Regions from separate parts of the Zea mays genome. Here regions 1 and 3 are each linked to region 2. A link is a contact called in public Hi-C data. All regions are on one chromosome and are shown on one strand. The core of a region is the stretch at or near the end of the contact, and the rest is flanking DNA. Distances in the headings are between cores, read along the strand shown. Region 1 holds the start of LOC100501315. Region 2 holds the start of LOC100216778. Region 3 holds the start of LOC100273597 (putative cytochrome P450 superfamily protein).

Region 1 (3,915 bases), core at 748-3,247, 490 kb after region 2:
GACATGAAGAACTAAATAATGATAAATCTCACTCTCGCAAGGAACTATAAGAAAGGGGCGAGAGGTAAGGGGTGGGTTCGACTTGAAGAAGATGCAGTCTAGCTTCGACATTTCACCACTGCCGTAGGCTGTGCGGCTCAGATGCGGGTTGTGGGGAGGCTCGAGAAAGGCGCGATGGAGGGGAGCAGAGGAGCAAGATGTCACACTTCTTGGCAGTCGTCGTAGAGTGCGCACTGGACCGAGATCGCGTGGGTGGATGATCCTTATGGGGTCACACGCCTCCACAACCGCCGTGCGCCGAGGCCGACCATGCTGCGCTACGCGTTCCCAGGCTGCCTGCGCCGAGGCCCCAGAGCTACGTCCACCGGATCTAGATCCTGCGGGAGCGAGTGGCGCGGTAGTGATGACGACGTCGGGGGAGGGGCGGTGGAGGCAGGGGGAGGAGGTGAGGCGGAGATAGGTCACGTCGGTGATGGAGGGTGATCCCGCATGGGGAGGGAACACACGGAGGTGGGGCGGTTGCGCACGGGGAGTGTGGGCGGGACGGTTGCGCATGGGGAGGCCGACGCACGGAGTGAACGCGGGGGTAGCTCGCGTGGGGGATGTGGGGAGGCAGCGGCTGCAGACGGACGAGCGAGAGCTACCTGCTCCCACTGGCAAGAGGACGCGAGATGGACGGATGATACACGAAAATGGAGGCGTGGGCAAAACGAACGGTGCAGATTGAGAGTAGGCAGAACCAGATAGAGGTATGCTACCCTTACAACCTTAATAAGTAGTAGAGAATAGGGTGATTCTGAGTGATTCTCTACTGGAAATGAATCTATTTGCCGAAAATCGTTTGGCAAATAGGCTGTGAAGTGATTTCTGAGGGGTTAAAGAGTGGGGAGTAGGTTAAGAGTGGTGGGAAGCAGATTTTTTGGCTCCTACTTTCTAATATAAAATGGAGACTAGATTTACTTGTAGTTCAGTTTTTTATCGTTTAGCTAGGAGTCATTCTCGTAACGAATGGAGTTGTAGGAGCTCTATCAAACGTTCACTTGTAATTGGTTTAATTTTTTTCTTTAAGTAACCGACTCGTATTATTCGAAAACTTTACTGCTGTTATTAATTTTTACTTTGTAATCATTTTGTATATAATATATAAGGCCCTGTTTGAAACTCACGAGATAAACTTTAGCAGTTTTTAGCTACTTTTAGCTATTTGATGATCTAAACAAGAGAGCTAACTGTGGTGCGATAAAATTTAGTATATATTATCTCATAAAATGTTCAAGGAGTGCTAAAAGGAGTTAAACGTGGGCCATGGAACCTCATTTTCCACCCATACCCTCCAACCCTATTCTCTCTCTCTCCGCATTAGGGGTATGGATGTCTTTTTATTCCAATGTGCTAAACTTTATTAGAGTAGTCTAAACACTAAAAAAGCTAAACTTTAGCACTTTAATTTATATTGCTAAAGTTTAGCAAAAGCTAAAGTTTATCCCGTGAGATTGAAACAGGGCGTAAGTATGATTTTGAATTTCCTATATTTCTAAAAAAGGTTGAATAAGATGAGTAGGTTAAATTTAATAAAAATTAAATAAATTATAAATCATGACAGAGAGAATATTATATTACATATAGATATATTGATGATTCGATAGGATAAAAATTTGTCAGTTTGCCGTTCGTGGTAGAGCAGGGCAGCCTACAGAATCCATGCGTGGTCCTACTGGAACCCGTGTCGATCGATGCGAAGGTGGGAGCGCTTTTTTCTAGACGGTATGGCGTCAGCGCACTCATTGCGTCTGGAAGAGGCACGGTGACGCTGAGTCACATACTCACATGTCGTCGATGCGCGCGCGCCGCGCGTATGCGGTGACGAGCGTCCAAGAAAGAGAAAGAGACCAATGCGGCAGCTTGAAAGCGAGACGTGTCGGTCGGTACGCCGTACGTGTGACGTGCGTTGCGGCAGCGCACTTATATTAGCCTGGTCAGTACACCCACCGTAGCCTCACACTTCGCTGGGGAGACGAAGCTGCTAGCCGATCAGGGGAGAATTCTTTTGTAATGGAGCTGCTGCGACCACGCGGCGATGGTTGTTGCCCGCGCGTGCTCTCGGTTTCTCTGCTGCTCCTCGCCGCCCTGCTGTGGAAGCACGTCTCTGCGGCGGCGATTACCAGGGGTGATTTCCCGGAGGGGTTCGTCTTCGGCGCCGGCGCATCGGCTTACCAGGTAGGATAGGAGCAGTGTGGGCTACGGGCAGTGAGTGGCGCGCGAGGCAGAGAGGCAGGTAGGTGGTGTTGAGATGAATCGTCTGGTTTGTGCAGATCGAAGGCGCATGGGCAGAGGACGGGAAGAAGCCCAGCATCTGGGACACATACACGCACAGTGGTCAGCGAGCGAGCTAGTAGCTCCTCCCATTTCTCTCGCTCAGCTCCATATGGTTTGGAAATCCAAGTCCTGTATCGTCTGGTTTTTGTGCTTGCGTTGTGTAGGATATTCGATTGACCGTGATACTGGAGATGTGGCTGCGGACCAGTATCACCATTACAAGGCATGGCCAGCATTTCCTTTTAAGTTCGATTATATATACTGATTGCTTACGAATCCGTAGTCAGTCATGTGCTAGCTGGACTGACGATTTTCAGGAAGATGTGAAGCTAATGCATGACATGGGCTTGGACGCGTACAGGTTCTCGATTGCCTGGTCAAGGCTTATTCCAGGTGCTAGCTAGTAGAGTCCTAGACACAGAGGAGAGGATCTTTTTTTCCCTCTGTTTATCAGTGTACTTAGCCATCCTATCGTATTGTTTTCGCATGTCTGATGATATGCCACGTGTTTGTAGATGGGCGTGGAGCTGTGAACCCAAAGGGGTTGGAGTACTACAACAGCCTCATAGATGAGCTCCTCAGATATGGTCGTCATTTGGTACTTCATTAATTGCAACGTTAATTAACGGCGCCTGATTCCGAATGGTTTTATTTCCGCGCGTGTAATTAACGTGTGGCAGGAATACAGCCGCACGTGACCATCTATCACTTCGACCTTCCCCAGGCTCTCCAGGATGAATACAACGGCCTGCTCAGTCCGAGAATCATGTATGTAGTGTAGTGTACACACACATGCATGTGCAGATGGCCATGGCATGAATGGATCCCCCTGACCGCCGTGCGTACCGTACGCAGCGATGATTTTACCGCTTACGCAGACGTGTGCTTCCGGAGCTTCGGCGACAGGGTGAAGCACTGGATCACGGTGAACGAGCCCAACATCGAGCCCATCGGCGGCTACGACCAAGGCTACCTCCCGCCGCGCCGCTGCTCCTACCCGTTTGGACTGGGCGTCACCTGCACCCACGGCAACTCCACGACGGAGCCGTACGCCGTCGCCCACCACCTCCTGCTCGCGCATGCGTCGGCTGTGTCCCTCTACAGACGCAAGTACCAGGTCGGTCGGTCGGTCGATCGATCGATCGATATCCATGCACTGCAACTGCATTACATCAACTGTGTACTAGCAGGGCGAGCAAGGAGGACGGATTGGACTGACGTTGCTGGCCTGGTGGTATGAGCCAGCGACGCAGAAGCCCGAGGATGTAGAAGCAGCTGCCAGAGCAAATGACTTCTCGCTTGGATGGTTCATGCATCCCCTGGTGTACGGCGACTATCCGCCCGTGATGAAGAGGAACGTGGGGGCAAGGCTGCCGTCGCTGACGGCCCGAGACTCGGCCATGGTGCGCGGCTCGCTCGATTTCGTTGGGATCAACCAGTACGGCGCGATCCTGGTCGAAGCAGACCTGGGCCAGCTCGATCGGGACCTCAGAGACTACTACGGCGACATGGCTACCAACTTCGTCACGGGTAATTAGTTAACTAGCTACTCAAGCGTTTTTTCCTCCTCCATTCTTGTTGTAACCACAGCTACTGCTA
Region 2 (4,538 bases), core at 233-2,732:
TTTAAGAAGTGAACTAGCTACTGTTATTTGAGAAAAGTGAACTGTATGCTGTAATTTGTTTGATTTTTAAGAAGTGAACTCGCTACGGTTATTTGAGAGGAGTGAACTTTATGCAATAATTTGTTCGAGCTTTGAGAAGTGATATTCAACTTTTCTATGCAACTCAGATTTCAGAAAACACACATTTCAGATTTCAGAACATACACATAATACACATTTCAGATTTCAGATTTCAGAACATACACATTTCAGATTTCAGATTTCAGAACATACACATAATACACATTTCACATTTCAGATTTCAGAACACACACATAATACACATTTCAGTATTGTCTAACTGATGTAATACTACTGCTACACATAATACACATTTCAGATTTCAGAACATACACATTTCATAATGCATTTCTATGCAACTCAGATTTCAGAAAACACACATTTCAGAACACATTTGTGTGCACCACATATTTCACATTTCAGATTGTAGATTACATTTTAGGTTTCAGAACATAGATCCAGCCATGCATCAGTAGTGCACAGCATGTTTACAAGACCCCTACATTTTTCTACCCAATGACATCTCGCTTTTTCTTCTTCTGGTTATGAACCAATTCCTGCAACATTCCATAGATGGCTTCCTTTTCATGTCGCATAGCTTGTAAGCCAAGTAGTCCTTGTTGTCATCCACCTTGACATCCTAGTAGTTCTAGATCAGACTTAGGGATGGTGGCAATGGCATGGGGTACTATCTACCAGTTCAGCGACGAACATGGTGTGTAACTGAATTTTGTGATCCGCTTCTAACACCTTGTAATACACAACACCAACCTTGTGATCCATGTCTTTCAGCTAGTAAACTGAACATGGCGTGTAACTGAAACTGCACATGGCGTGTAAACTGAACATGGCGTGTAACTAAATTTGCTTGTAAACTGAAACTGCACTTGTTGCATGCCTGTATCCAGAATTGCACAGGCACTGAATTGCTGAATGATTGTGTCCAGAGTGTAAAATTCAGTTCTCGACTGCCATCACTGAGATGAGAATGTACTCTGCAAGTCTGAGCTTATTTGACACTTCCATTCAGACTTCAAAAATTGGCACACTGTGGCTAGGTGGATACACTACAGGTCGGTAGCATTCAGGATGGTGATGGCGCCCGACGAGGGATGACGATGGCGTGACGCTTAGCATGGGCGACAGTGCAGCTCTCCTCGATGGGATACAGACGGCGCGGTGGCGCTCGAGCAGAAATAGCAGAGGTGTTTTCTGTGTCCATGGAAAGCTCTCGGCATGACCTGTGCCGCTGTGCGCTATGATGGGCCTCAACTTTGTGCAGCCCATGTCACTTTTGTATAGTTATCGCTGGATCAACGGTGAAGGGTGCAGATTAGCTGACTGCTCTCTGACGTTGTCTAGTCTGAATCCCACGACCCCACCCCACGCCCGTCTTCCTCGCCTCAACGCCGCCACCCAATCCAACCGCCTGGACGCCACAACCCCGCCCCACCTCGGCGCCGCCGCTCCATCCAACTACCTCGACGCCGCCATCCATCCAACCGCCTCGGTGTCTGCTCCTCAATACCTGGCCGTGTTCAACATGCCCCCTGGAAGGATGGATGGGGCAAGGACATGCAGAGACCTTGGTGGTAAGTGACTTCAAGTTCTTCTCTCATTTACTGCTTTGCTATCGTTGCCCGGCACGGGTCGCCGATGCCGTCGCCTAGCACGGGCCACCGCTGCCGTTGCCCAGCACGGGCCGTCGCTGCAGAGAGATGTCTTTTATCCTTGCAAACACATGTGTATTTTTTGCAGCAGAGAGGTTTGAGGTGCTCAGATCGGATCCCCTATTCTCCTTTTTTATAGATGGATTCTATAGGTTATCTATCGCAGTGGTAAATAGAGATGCATAATTTAGTTATATGCTTATTTTTGTACAGATATTGTTGTCGCTAATGGCATATAGTGATTATCTAAAGATATTATGTCATAAGTTATGATTTTCTATATGATTTTGATAGTAGGAGTGTAGGACAGTACGTTAGAGCATCTCCAACAAATACCAAAAAATTAGCTCCCAAAACACAGACATTGGGATCTCCTTAAAAGTATTTAGGCCAATAAAAAAGGTAGTACTCCAACAGCTCCATATAGTTTACGTAAAACCTGTTTGATCGGTTCACAAATCTCCACCAGTTTGTTACCCGTCGTCCACTCCCACAAATGTTCTAGGTTTATTATTCAAAACGTACATACTGCTCGCTTGAACACATGTATTATTCGGAATGTGTTGTTGAACTGCTCGCTTGAACACAGGTAAAAAAGGTCTGGTTAGTATTCAGAACATATAGGTACAAATTAGTAGCTTAATTATTTACCATTTAGAATTCAGAACATACAAGAACAAATTGCTAGCTTCAACTGCTAGCTTTACTATTTGTGACACACATAGAAGATAACGGTACAGGCACTTCATTATAAATGCAGTTCACATAACAGATTAACAGCACAGGCAAAACACAGGAGTATCAGGCACACATACAGTCTGATTCACAATGTTGTGTTCCAAGTAAAAAATGTAAATATCAAGTGAATTGATTATATGTAACAGAATAACAACTTCAAGAAATCCACTCTAAATAAACACATATGCTGTCCAGTGTGTATTCTTGAACTATAATCAATTCCTTTATAATTTAGTCCATCCATTTCATTTTGTCATACGTTTACATGAATAGCTATTTCATCATGGAGTACAATTTTTACTGCTAGGCATCACAAATAACAGAGTTCAGAAAACATGAAGAATCTGGAGACATGCTTTTCTTTTTTCCCCTATAATATGGTTTGAGACTTTGATATTAGGTGCTATTGGAGTTGCTCTTATCTCCTCTTTTTCTAGCAAAGGCAACATATATGCATGGCCACTAGTTACTTCTTTTTGTTTACAAGAAAATAACAGACGAATTGGTGAATCGTTAACATCACTTGTTCTGAACTGACACCAATAATTACTTTACAGTTGTTTACTACTATGTTCCACCAACCATCGTGTTGTTAGCACAATTCTGATATTTATCTAGTTCGACAGAATTCCAATTAGTTTACTTGCTCCAAACAGTTTAGTAGTCGTGTCCTATTCACTTGCTTCAATTAGTTAACAGAACTTGCATCAATTAGTTCACTTGATGCAACACTCATATTTTGCCTATTTAATGTATGTTCAGAGGTGCCAATTACTGAGTATGAAAAGGAGAGGGCTTTAAATGTGATGAGGAACAACAAAATGTTGAGTAGCCTTGGTATAACTGGATTAACATCACTTATTCGATCAAGTAGTACAAGGAAGAACTCTATCGCTCGTGAAGACTTTGATCCATTGTATGAACCTGATCATAGTGAGGACAATGATCATCATGTGGCTAATCAGGTACTTAGATTTCTTATTGTACCCCTTTGGTGTTATTACTGATTTGTGCTCAATGTGCAATAAGATAAATTTGGGTTTAATTCTTTTATTATGCCTACGAGGCCATGCAGGATGATCCTTTCTACATTGAAAGAAGGAACACCAACATGTCTACTGGTTTTGGAGGAACAAAAGGATCCAAGAGAGTGGTAGCACCTAATGTAGAAGACCAAGTTGGTAGAGTAACTAGGCAGAAGACAAAGGAACTATCCTTAGTTGAGAAAGATATACATGGTTTGACTGCAAATACAGATGAGCACACATTGATTTCTGCCAATTTTCCTGCACACCATGATGACGAGATTCAGATGTGTGATGAAGGCAAGAAAACAGTGATCTATTCTAAAACAAATATGTTCTAGAAATTTGCATTAAACTGATTATAATCTACATTAATTTTGTGAAAATGTTCATTATTTTCAAGTCAAATAGATGTCATGACAGATAAATGGATAAGGGGAAAAAGTATGGGTAGACAATTGGAAAGGATAAGTCGAGGCCTAAACACTAAGATCCCATTGGTCATCACTGAAGGGAATAGACGTCCTGAGGTTCCTATGCAAGCTGCAATGCTTGCATCAGAAGGAGGAATTGTAATTAGGCAACATATGCCAATCCTAACACACTGGAAGGAATACAAGAATGACAAATCCTATTTGGAAGACTTCGTCGGTAGAATTGGTGTAAGTAAATAGTCTTTCTTCCTAAACATCAAATGAATAGGGTGGTAGGGCCTATGTCCTATATTGCCAATTTATTAGTATATAGTTAGTAGGTGCACTTTGTCCCATAAATAGCTAAAATAACTATGGCAGAAAGAACTGCATATGTTTCTCTATTCCAAATGACACCTTACCTTAGAAATTGTTCTATCCAATTTCATTAGACACTATGAATCTCTCTATTCTAATATGCATGTTTTTTACTAGGGTCAATTTGCCATAGACACCAAAAACAAAGATGTCAAATATGCATGTGCTGATTTGATGAGGTGTAATCAGCGACAAATGAGATATAAGCTCAAGAAGGCTTACTTTAATGGTGTGGCAGCTGACAAAGTGAGAAC
Region 3 (4,450 bases), core at 1,116-3,615, 390 kb after region 2:
CATTGTTTGGCCTTTTTTGTCTTGTGCCTTGGACTCTTGCATGATCTTTGATAGGTCTTCAATGATTCTTCTAATGTCTTGCTTTGAGGTGTTGATCTCCTTGTTGCCTTTGTACAATTCCATGCTCCATGCTTTGAATTATATCCATAAACATTAGCAAACATTATTAGGCCAAATGGTTACGTTGATCATCCAACATGAAAACACTTAATCAAATGGGCTATGGTCCATTTTCCATACAAAACATGCTTTAATGAATAAGGCCTAAGAAAAAAAAATTGAAGCAAAGGACAAAGCACCTTCAAATTAAGGAGTAAGGCCTAGAGCTTGAAACTAATCAACGAAGCAATTTGTTGAAAGCCGAAGGGAAGATTAGTATCAAACTCGACAAGGTAGAATTAAAGTTAAAGGAGAGATGAAGTCTGATTTCCTTTGGGGCTACCTTCGAAAAGAAGGCAGAAGAATACTCTCAAGGAGAAGAAAAGATGTATATGAAACATCTCTACTGTAAAAAGACGTAATTATACCTCCTCGGTTACGAAGAGCTAGCATATAATAGGTAGTGCATTCTTCAAATTCTGTATAAAAATCTATACAAGTTTGGCCCTATAAATAGATAAACAGTGCCACCACTACATGTCAACATGTTTTTTGGTAGTTCGTGCCTATAACATCTTCTTCTTAGCGAGCCTCCGAAGGTATAATAAGAATGAAGCTTTTCTATTGTCACATTCTTTTGCCTAATATGTTAAGTGTATTTACTATGTATAAAAGAACATGCACATTTGTTGAACTGTTGAGTGTACAATTTATCGTCGACTAAAAGTATATCTATGTTACACTTGTGCTCACCTTCGACTTATCATGTCAATTCCGAGTTGTATATGCTTTACTTGTCCTTCTTACCTATACATCTTCGGAGGGGAGAAGGATACAACTTAATCGTGTTATCATATTGTCTCTCTCTCTCTAGAATCTTGATAGGTTCCCGATAAACATCTACAAATTTTTATGTGCTGGTGGAAAATATCACCTAGGATCTGTGTGTTTCGAGCCTGTGTCCATCACTCTATCCATCATCTCTCGAGTACCTGTAAAACCCCAGTCTTGCTACGCAATGACACTTTTATTCTTGTCAATTACGTCGTGGCATCCATTCTTTAAAGAATTTGTGTGGGTCGGGTGTGTGTCGCGGTGGTGTGGGGAGGGGAGGATGTTCACCAATTGTCAAATGCATTTTTTGTAAGACATTAGTTTAAATGCTTTATAGGTCTCGTTATTTTTTGTTTGTATTGTGATTAATTCACCAAAAGTCATAATAGGGTTAGATTTTGTATGGGCCTTCTTCTCCTAAAGGTCCTCAACACTAATCCAATGACTATTTTCTATCTGGCTTCATATGTTGCGGGACTAATGCCGAAGATAATCTTCAGCCGAAACTGCTAACAGACACGTACACGAAGGTAGAAGCATTGGGCGGTTGCCGTGCGTACTCAACTAATGAAGCTAGACTAGACCATAAGGAGTCCTTGAAATTCATTTCGTCGTAGATAGAAGAAGGAAAAGACCACTATACCCTCAGCATGTATGATAGTCTAAATATATAGGCTTAAGGACACGATTGTAAATTCACCGAAGCTATATCCCGTGTCTATAAATAGAGGAACAATGTTTTGCATTGGTGAGACTTTTTTCGATCGGAACTCGATTTATTTCTCTTTATACGAAGGTATAATCTTTTTACCTCTCTCATTGTAATTTTACGAAGCTCAAGGTATTTATGCAAGTTCTTGTTTTATAAACCAAAGAAGAAATATAATTGAGTGACTTCGCTCACGTGTGAATTATATGTCTTTTTATTTAACTCTTATCTGATCACGCATCACTCTTGTCTACAATTAAATGTCTTACTTGTTTATGTAAATTCTCGTCTTCATCCTTTCAATCTACCTTCTCTTTGAGAATGGTGAGTGGAAAAGATGAGGATGAAACTCGATTTAATTGTATTGTCTTGATTTTTGATGTCTTTAGGGGATTGAAATTAAGTGACAACGGATGCATTTTCAGCACTACCGTGTGGTTTAGATGATTTGTTCCAATAGAATAGAATCTGAAACTTATCTGTAGTAATATATTCTTGCAAAAGCAGATGTCGATGCCATGATTCTTGGCTTGACCAGTTTCTGTTATTGTTTTTCTTTGACAACATGGAAAAAAGAACTTTTGCGTCTTCCCCTTTCCCTAGTTGCAAGAATGTGCTCGACACACCGGGTTCCACTCATGTCGTTGGTTACTGCAAACGTCGCAGCACTATCAAGGACAACAAATAAGCCCTTCAGACATCCTACAGTCTCAGGGGACAAACTGCGTATCTTGCGGATTGACAAGAGAGAAAGAGCATAGCAACTAGGATTAGGAAGCTGGGATCATATCATCAATGGAGATGGCAGGCGCCGCAGGAACGGAAGCATGGTTGCCGTACGTGACCACGGTGGCGTCCTGCGCCGTCGGCGTCTTCTTCCTGCTCTACTTCTACGCGCCACACTGGCGGATCAGGGACGTGCCGGGGCCGCCGGCCTTGCCCGTCGTGGGGCACCTCCCGCTGCTCGCCCGACACGGACCTGACGTCTTCGGCCTCCTCGCCAAGAAATATGGCCCGATCTTCAGGTGGCAAAGCCACAACGATAAGATCGAGACTTGATCTTGCAGAATCGAGTGCTCTATTTCAGCACTTCACCTAGTAGATGTTTTCATCAGGATTAAAATGGGAATGAGGTTTAGCCTTGGCTGCAGGTTCCATTTGGGGAGGCAGCCTCTGGTGATCGTCGCTGACCCAGAGCTCTGCAGGGAGGTTGGCGTCAGGCAGTTCAAGCTCATCCCCAACAGGAGCTTGCCGGCGCCGATCGCCGGCTCCCCTCTCCACCAGAAGGGCCTCTTCTTCACTAGGTGACTTTTAGTTCGTTCGTTTTCCTCTACGCATTTGGATCCACGAGCAGGTGCGCCACATAGCATTGCGATCTCGTCAGGGATGAACGGTGGTCGGCGATGAGGAATACAATCATCTCGCTGTACCAGCCATCGCACCTCGCCGGCCTCGTCCCCACCATGCAGCACTGCATCGAGCGCGCCGCGGACGCCATACCGGCGATGGTAGTTCAGGAGAACGGGCTGGTCGATTTCTCCGACCTCTCGCTCAAGCTGGCCACGGACATCATCGGTGAGGCGGCGTTCGGCGTGGATTTCGGCCTCACGGCGAGCGGTCCCGGCTGCGAGGCCGCGGAGTTCATCAGGGAGCACGTGCACTCCACAACCTCCCTGAAGATGGACCTGTCCGCGCCGCTCTCCGTAGTGCTCGGCCTCGTCGCGCCCGCGCTGCAGGGCCCGGTACGGCACCTGCTGAGCCGTGTCCCGGGGACCGCCGACTGGAGGGTCGCGCGGACCAACGCGCGGCTGCGCGCGCGGGTGGACGAGATTGTGGTGTCACGGGCGCGCGGGCGCGGCCAGCACGGCGAAAGGAGGAAGGACTTCCTGTCAGCGGTGCTGGACGCCCGGGACCGCAGTGCGGCGCTGCGGGAGCTGCTCACGCCGGACCACGTGAGCGCGCTCACCTACGAGCACCTCCTCGCCGGGTCTGCCACCACGGCGTTCACGCTCTCGTCGGCAGTGTACCTAGTCGCCGGCCACCCGGAGGTTGAGGCCAAGCTGCTGGCGGAGGTCGACGCTTTCGGGCCGCGCGGCGCCGTGCCGACCGCCGACGACCTGCAGCACCGGTTCCCCTACCTTGATCAGGCAAGTGACACGACAATGCAGCGTCACGTGTAGGATTAGGACGACATGCGCCGCGAACGTAACTTCCGTTTGCATTTGCAGGTCATAAAGGAGGCCATGAGATTCTACACAGTCTCGCCACTGATCGCCAGAGTGACGTCTCGACAAACAGAGCTTGGAGGCCACACTCTCCCAAAGGTATGGATACATCTCACCATCAAGGGTTGGGCATTGGCATCGGCATGGTGCTCGTCCTGTTCATGAATGGTTCACCGCGCACAGGGCACGTGGCTGTGGATGGCTCCGGGCGTCCTGTCCCGCGACGCCGCTAACTTCGAGGACCCCGGTGCATTCCGGCCGGAGCGGTTCGACCCGGCCAGCGAGGAGCAGCGCCGGCGGCACCCGTGCGCGCACATCCCCTTCGGCATCGGCCCGCGGGCGTGCGTGGGGCAGCGGTTCGCGCTGCAGGAGGTGAAGCTCTCTATGTTGCACCTGTACCGGCGTTTCCTCTTCCGGCGGTCGCCACGGATGGAGTCGCCGCCGGAGCTCCAGTTCGGGATCGTGCTCAATTTCAAGAAGGGCGTCAAACTCGTAGCAGTTGAGCGGTGCGCTGCCATGCCGTTGTAGCGTGTACGGACGGATGGCAAGGGCTTGAGGGTGTACGGTGTACCAGTGGTCACTT

What was found. Hi-C and Micro-C count contacts between places; a contact is called where the count stands out from the background.
Region 1: a Hi-C map of leaf shows a contact between it and region 2, with 6 times the contacts expected there. The contact joins the promoter of LOC100501315 here to the promoter of LOC100216778 in region 2. A contact is called at or near these places in 2 of 25 Hi-C or Micro-C datasets (ear and leaf).
Region 3: a contact with region 2 is called in a Hi-C map of leaf, with 5 times the contacts expected there. The contact joins the promoter of LOC100273597 here to the promoter of LOC100216778 in region 2. A contact is called at or near these places in 3 of 25 Hi-C or Micro-C datasets (ear, leaf and tassel).

The regions. Positions count from the first base shown.
Region 1 is chr9:74,123,324-74,127,238 of Zm-B73-REFERENCE-NAM-5.0, forward strand. LOC100501315 reads left to right here and starts at 1,998. Exons shown (of 11, transcript NM_001196066.1): 1 at 1,998-2,217; 2 at 2,313-2,376; 3 at 2,481-2,539; 4 at 2,634-2,709; 5 at 2,832-2,914; 6 at 3,005-3,084; 7 at 3,172-3,433; 8 at 3,507-3,846. The coding sequence starts at 2,053.
Region 2 is chr9:73,635,457-73,639,994 of Zm-B73-REFERENCE-NAM-5.0, forward strand. It overlaps LOC100216778, which reads left to right and starts at 1,483. Exons shown (of 6, transcript NM_001143177.1): 1 at 1,483-1,652; 2 at 3,231-3,433; 3 at 3,544-3,793; 4 at 3,917-4,155; 5 at 4,402-4,538. The coding sequence starts at 1,604. LOC118473325 reads left to right here. Exons shown (of 4, transcript XR_004852676.1): 4 at 1-142.
Region 3 is chr9:74,019,682-74,024,131 of Zm-B73-REFERENCE-NAM-5.0, forward strand. It overlaps LOC100273597 (putative cytochrome P450 superfamily protein), which reads left to right and starts at 2,366. Exons shown (of 4, transcript NM_001148013.1): 1 at 2,366-2,667; 2 at 2,794-3,789; 3 at 3,871-3,966; 4 at 4,051-4,450. The coding sequence starts at 3,046. The coding sequence ends at 4,395.